2 separate regions of the Rattus norvegicus genome follow, and region 1 is linked to region 2. The links are chromatin contacts, called in public Hi-C maps. All regions are on one chromosome and are shown on one strand. The core of a region is the stretch at or near the end of the contact, and the rest is flanking DNA. Distances in the headings are between cores, read along the strand shown.

Region 1 (3,660 bases), core at 304-2,803, 41 kb after region 2:
TTCTCTGAAAGGATGGGGCTTGGGCTGCTGGGTCCCTGCATGGAAACTGGAGTGGAAAGAGTTGGCATGTCTTTTTCATGTGCAAGGTGAGGGTGGCTTGCGTTTCTTGTTTGTGCATCCATAGTGTGGTTACAAGGCTTTTTTGACCCCTTTTGTGCCATCCTGGGGGTGAGTTTTTTCTTGGGAATAGAGGTAGGCTGTGGAAGGGACTTCTGTGCTGAACTCCTGTGTGGGTTTCCTATCTTCCTCAAATGTGTGTTGTACAAAGCTGGACATCTCAGCTCTGCTGATCCCTTTTATTGTGAGAGATTTCCCCCTCTTACACAGAAAGAGGCACAAAGATGGCGGGTTGCCCTAGTTCTCCCATGTGGCAAGTGATGGGAAATAGGCCATCGCTGTCACCCTTTAGCTTGGCCCACTGTTCTTCTGTCCACGTCACCCCTTGGGGCTCAGTGTCCCTCTCTACTTGAGGAGGGGTATTGTATAAAAGTCAGAAGGCAGTGATGTTTTGGTCTAAATCTATGACTTCGGCTATATGCTTCATTTTCTTACCACTCCCCACCCAGTCTACCCTCTGGTCTGCTGCCTGGCTCCTGGCCCTTGACCACTGTGGGCCTCTGTGATCCCTGATAGTCTGCCTATGCTTTCAGTCCAGAGTTCGGTGAGAAGATGAGAAAGACACCACTTCTCTCCCTCTTAACTCAGATGCCCTAGGCAGCTCTTCATTCCTCCTTCAGAGCCTGTCTGCTTCTGGGATCACACTCAGGTCAGTCCACAGGGCAGGCTGTGGGGTGGATGAAATACAGTAAATTACCACCTGTACATTACTACCAGACTCCAGAGGCACTGGGCATAGCAAGGCACACCTGTAGTCCTAGCACTCGAGAAGCTAAAGCAAGAGGATGGGCGTGAATTTCAGGCTATCCTGAACCTCAAGCCTATATAGAGTGAGTGCTAGGCCAACCTGGACTGTGAGACACTGTCCCCCAAACAAGCAGACAAACAACAAAATAAAAACAAAACACAAGGCCAACAGGGTGACTCAGTGGGTAAAAGAGCTTGCTGCACAAGCCTGACCATCTGAGTTCAATTCTCAGAATGAATATGGAAGGCTGACCTCCACATACACGACGCCATGGCAGAGGTGGGCTTGCATGCACTTGCACACACCGCCATCACCACCACCAAGATGATGACAAAACAACACAATAAACCCAAGCTTCATGTCTACACTGCTGCTTTACCACACCAGGGAGAGTGTTGGTGTGTGCACAGACTCTGTGTCTGCACAGGAATGCTTCTTGCTCTACAAACCAGGCTTCAGGGCTGCTTTCTGTCACTTAGACACCAAATGTTCTACTTCAAGTTAGCCATCAGCATGGAGACCAAAAAAAGCGGTGCTACTCTCCTGGGGGAGCAGAAGACCCTGGCCTGGCAGCTGCAGGAAGAGACTGTTGCCCGCTGCAGTCTTTAGAAGCGAGCACACTCAGTCTACTTAGCTGAATAACAGGCACCAGAAGTGGTTCCTACACAGACAGAGGCGGGAACTCTTGGGAACAGTTATTACTCATGGCCCACAGCTGTGCTCACCACCTCCCGGAAATGCTTCAGCACTGGCCTGGCTTCCTCTAAAAGGCATGGTTTGTCTGAGAGCTGCACTCAGCTGTGAAGTACAGATTAGAACTTACCACTCTATGAAGCCAGCATTCCCAATGTAAGAGAAGCTTTGTTTATGCTCGAAGAAACCACTGCTTCCATTTCGCTCTTTAGGACAGGATGAGGACCTTCAGAGCCCCCCAGAAAGAAGTATCTGGTGGTCAATGCACACTTACGTCCCAGGGCTCTAGGTCAGCTCTATGTACTTCATAGATGGCCTCTGTCATCCAGTAAATGTGTGCCGAGGGCTCTCCTACTGCATGGAGTTGGAATCCACTGGCCAAGACTGAAGGCTTAGACTCAAATGTAGATGAAATGAACTTACTCTTATTGCCAGCAGAAGGATGGCAGTCTTAGAGCCAAACGGTGCTAAAGGAAGGGTTCCTGACAGTGGGCATCGCAGTTATCCCATGCTCTATGGAATCCACAGCTGGGCAAGAAAATTGCTTTATGGCCCTTAGTTGTTCTCAGCTCCTTTAGACAGCTATAAGAGACATTTTATCATTTTATCTGATCCCACAGCAATGGTGGGTTTACAGAAGCCAGTGCAAGCAGTTAATTAGCTCACATCAGTAACCCCATTTTTCAGGGCCCTAGAATCTCTCATGTATTTCAGGACAAAGGTCAATGGCTATTTAAGGGGTACCTGGTACCAGAATTCCTTAGCTACATAGGAGAGTCATGTATAAATTACCATAGAAACTAGAGCACCCAGGGAAACTGGAAAGAAGTGTCATTAATGACAGGGACAGAGTGGTTTCTTCCTGGGCAAGCAGTTACACAGTGCCCTCAGGTTAGGGCTGCCATCACGTTCCCACAATTGTTGTGTCCTACCTCCCATCCCTCTGTCTCAAACGCACTAGATAGCTGAGGCTGGCCTTTCCTAATCTTCTTGCCTCTTCCTCTTTTGTGCTATAAATTAAAGGCATGTGATACCAGGCCCTGCTCAAAATTCCACATGATTCCTGGGTTGTTGTTGTTTTTTGTTTGTTTGTTTGTTTGTTTGTATCGTTTGTTTTAACCAAAGCATTGATGTTTAAACTAAGTTCATGCCAGGCAAACACTCTATCATGGGGCTACCTCCCAAGTCCTGTGATTCAGGGATGGCAGCAGTGGGGTGAGCAGTTACTGTGCCATGTGCCAAGTGGTACAAGAGCTATGTGGAGAGGCTGTGGGTCCCTCAGTCAGTGGAGCCAGCAGAGGCTCTGAGCCTCGCTCGTTCTCTTAGCACATGCTTGCCCCTCCAGCTCCTGTGCTTACAGCTTTGCAGTGCTGTGCTGGAAGCAACTGGAAGCTGTGGCCACAGCCAAGGCACTTGTTCCTTCACCTTCTGGTCTCCTGCGCTTCAGAGGAGTGGAGGAGGAAACCTTCCTCACAAAGTGCAGTGGCCCCTCTGGGGATGGCCCCGGATTGAGAACCGTGACTATAGGGATGGTGACTTGGAGTCTAACGTCATCAATGATGTTCTGTTGGCTTGTTTCTATAGTGTTTCTTGTGATGCTCCCTCCCTCCTGTTACAGTCCATGCTCTGGACTGCAGTCTACAGGCACCGCTGCCATCTGAGCCAGTAGGGGCTGCACCTCTATCGGTCTGGACCCCTAGACAAAACAGTGGGTGTCAGGCCTCCTGCATGGTGGTGTGGTAGGAATATGAAGGGGGATATTATGACCTTTTAATTTTTATTTTAATTTATTTGTTTTGAGACAGAGTCTCACTATGTAGCCCTGACTTGGCCAGAACTTAATGTGTAGACTAGGCTGTTCTCAAACTCATATAGATCTGCTTGCCTCTGCCTTCCTAGTGCTGGACTCAAGTATGCTCACTATGCCTGGCCCTGGCCTAGATCTTTTTTAAAAAAGCTTCTTTAAAATATATAGTTACCAGCCAAGATGGTGGCCAACTATACAGTTACTGAAAAATTTTGAATTGTGACCTAGAAAGTGTATGGATGATAGCATCGTAGCCCCCTCCCTGTCTCTGTCTTTCTCTCACTCTCACACAACA
Region 2 (3,505 bases), core at 594-3,093:
CCATCAAGTCCCCTGAAACTGGAACTAAAGAACAGCTGTTAGCTGTCACGCAAATGCTGGGAATTGAGCCAGGGTTTTCTGGAAGTATAGTACATCCTCTTACCTACTTAGCCCCAACTTGGTGCTTTTTATTTCAATTCTTGAAATTGCTATTTTTGGTGAGAGTTGTTAGGTCATTTGTAACAACCGCTCAGCTATCACTCCCAGTAAATGTGTCATTTTTTCAGTTCAAAAGTTAGCACTCTGGTGGGAACGTGCCAACCAGCCCTAACCTGATGGCACTGTGTTATTGCTCTCCCAGGAAGAAACCACTCTGTCCCCGTCATTAATGACACTTCTTTCCATTTTCCCAGCATGCTTTAGGTTCTGTGGCAATTTAGACATGACTCCCCTGTGGTGGCTAAGGAACTTAGCCTGGTATCGAGCATCCCCTCATAGCCACTGACCTCTGTTCAGACATGCCTGTGTGATCCTAGGGTCCTATAGGCCTTACCTATGTGAGATAGGAAGAGAAAACATGGCGTCCTTCTGTGAGATAGTCAACCCCATTGCTCTGGCTTCTGTAAACCCGCATACAGCTCTGGGACTGAGATGAGATGGTCCCTTTATCTCTGTACAGTGGAATGAGGAACAATTGAGGAGGGGGAAATCAAGCTCTTACCCAGCTGTGAATTCCACCGAGCATGAAATAACTGTGATACCCACCACTGCCATCCATCTTTATAAACCCTTCCTTTAGCCACCCTTTGGCAAGGCAATCTTTTGACTTACCTCTAAGGCTGCCATTCAAGGCTATGATTCTGTTAGTGGTAAGAATAAACTGACCTACTCTGAATTCTGATTGAGTCTAATTCTTAGTTTGTTTGTTTTTTTTCTCCCCTAGTGGATTCAAGCTCCACACCAGTTAGGAGCATCTTTTGAGCTTAGGGTTCCTTATATATGCAGGGCTTCCCCAGGAAGTATAATTGCTGATTATGAGTTAATTATTTCCCATGCTGAAATTAATTCTGGTGTTTAAATTCTCACCGTCTACCCCCCCCCAAAAAAACCCTTTTACTCGCTTTTTGTCACACCCCCTCCTTCCAGAGAATACAACAAAGGAATTTGTCACTCTGTATCATTTTTCTAGTCTTTACTTCCAGTCAGTAGGCTGGGCTTGTAGCTCAGTGGTAGAGTACTTGTCAAGCATGGCCGGGGGTGGGGGGTTGGGGGGGTGGGGTTTGGGGGTGGGGTGGGGTTGGGGGGATTGGGGGTGTGGGGGTAGGAGTGGGGTGGGGAGTGTGTAAGTTCCATATCTACCACCATCAAAAAAGTAATTAAAAAAAAAAAGCTAGACCTGGTGGCTCGTGCCTGTAATTCCAGTAGTTGGGAGGTAGAGGCAGAAGGATGAAGAATTTCAAGGTCATTTGCAGGTAGACTAAGGTGAAGGCTAGCCTGAGCTACGTGGGATATTTTCTCAAAAAAAAAAAAATTAAAAAACAAACTGAAATAAGAAAGGAAGGTAGGGAAGGAAGAATGAAGGGAGGGAGGGAGAGAGAGAGAGGAGGAGGGGGAGAAACCAAAGACAAACTCAAAACAAAACACAACATAGATTACCAACCTAGCAAACTTGGGTCAGAGTCACAAAATGTTCCTCTTTCGTGTGCCAAAGACGAAATGAGGCATAAGCATCCGAGGGACAAGCCCTCACCTAGAACCTCACTGTCCTCCATGCCTTTCTTCCACCGGCCACCTCTCTGGAGAGCTAAGGCCCCAGTCTCAGGACTGCTTTCCTTCCTCCGCCCATTGCTCTCAACTATGTCCCTTCTCGGCCGCCTTAGCGCGAGCTACGCGGGAGTTCGGTAGCCGCGTCGCCTAGGCAACGGCTCGGCGGCGGGCTGCGGGCGCCAGGCGGCCCCGGGGAGGCGCTCGCGCCGTCGGCCCGGGCTCCGCGAGGCGACGAGGCGGCAGGTAAGCGGCGATAGAGCGGGCAGACGCGACCCGGAGAGGAGCGGTCCTCCGGGCGACCGGCGAGGGACGGGCCGCGGGGACGCCGGGCAAGGACGGAGGGCCGGACCTTTGTCCCCTGGGCCGGCGAGCTGGTCCTGCGACGCCCTCTGACCCCGGCTGTGTTCGGGTGGGTGCGCTTTCGGCTTTTATTCTTACGCAGCTCTGGAGCCTCACTCGAAAGTTTTCCTTTTAAATAATAATTTTTAAAAAGCTGTTATTTTATGAGGGTTGGTCGCGGAGTAGCAAGGAACTGAAGAGAACGTCTGCGGGTGTCGCTCTTCGTGGGGGGGGGTGGTGTTCGGCGAGATTGGACTTATTTCTGAATCAGTTTTCTCACCTGCACAACGGGGATAATAGTAGTAATAATGTCTGTCTTATAAGATGATCACAACGTGTATATATAGTTAAAATTCTCGCTACATGGGCGCTTTTCTTGTTACTACTACTAGGAGCATCGTTGAGTATTTATTGAGAACCAGGGCCCGGGCTGATCGCCAGCGGTTTTAAAAAAAAAAGTGAATGAGCCGTCTTGTCCTTCGGGAACTCCACTCCTGTCCGTAGGAACCTGACCTATGGGTTGGAGTTTGGCGTAATTTGAGCAATGGTTTTACGCGTGCAGGAAACTGGATGCAGTGAAGGCGGTTGTAGACCTTCAGAGGTGGTCAGAGAGAGATTACACAAGAAGGTTACTTCCAAAAGGAGGTATGAAGCCTGCCTTTTGTGTTGGCCGGAAGACTAGGCTGGTGTGCCCAGTGTTAGGAAAACAGGGTCTTGGAGGCAGCCAAACTTCTAGAGATTCTCCCAAGAATTTCAGACTGGAAGGGAGAGTCCAAAAGGTAGAAATAGTCTCTACTTGATTGAGGGATAAGCCTCTGCTCTTCCTGACAGACTTTTTTGTGGGGAGAAAGGGGAGCGTTATGGGTAAAGTTTTAGGAAGTTTGGTTTTTATTTTTTTGCGAGCCTTCAAGGGATTTGTTTGTTTTATACAGGATTTTGTGGCCTACAGGCTGGGTAACTAAGGCTTGCCTTGAACTCGTGACCCTCGTGTCTCCACCTCCTGAATTAGGTAGGGTACAGATGTGAACTGAAGAGTATTCTCATTAGTAGGGGTGCGTGCGCTTGATCAGAAGTAGACCCTCACTCTCTTTGGTTTCATCACTCCTATTTTTCACTTTGCAGCCAGTTCTTTATAACGATTCAAAAAAAAAAAAAAACCCAAAACAGATAATGACTATTGTCTTAGACCTTCTTTTCATTATTAAAACTAAATACCGGAGGTTGGCTAGCCTTAGAAAGAAAAGAAGTTTATTTAGCTTACTGTTCTGGAGATTCTTGGGACCCACTCCTGACCATGGGCATGCTGAGCGAATTATGAGATGGGGGGTTTGGGGATTCCTCTTTTTGTGGTGACCCTTGCCCACCACAGGCAGGGGTTCTGCCTCTGAGCTATGTACTCTTGGCCTTCTCTTAGAAAGTCCCAGGATGCAATCACAACCTCATGGCCTTATCTAATGCT

Evidence for each region. A called contact is a pair of places that touch in the nucleus more often than the background predicts.
Region 1: a Hi-C map of psoas muscle shows a contact between it and region 2, with 2.1 times the contacts expected there. The contact joins the enhancer-like site here to the promoter of Pkig in region 2. A contact is called at or near these places in 2 of 12 Hi-C or Micro-C datasets (Schwann cells and psoas muscle).

The regions. Positions count from the first base shown.
Region 1 is chr3:172,789,133-172,792,792 of GRCr8, forward strand. The region is part of intron 1 of Pkig (cAMP-dependent protein kinase inhibitor gamma); the gene reads left to right. Among named protein-coding and RNA genes, the nearest start is that of Pkig, 41 kb to the left of the region's middle. Within about 2 kb of position 1,554, at least 50 of the 93 cell types and tissues checked have an H3K27ac peak or open chromatin away from gene starts, as enhancers often do. A contact at or near this core is called in Schwann cells, where this site is marked.
Region 2 is chr3:172,748,072-172,751,576 of GRCr8, forward strand. Pkig (cAMP-dependent protein kinase inhibitor gamma) reads left to right here and starts at 1,844. Exons shown (of 4, transcript NM_001401793.1): 1 at 1,844-1,950. It also overlaps a transcript of Serinc3 not described here.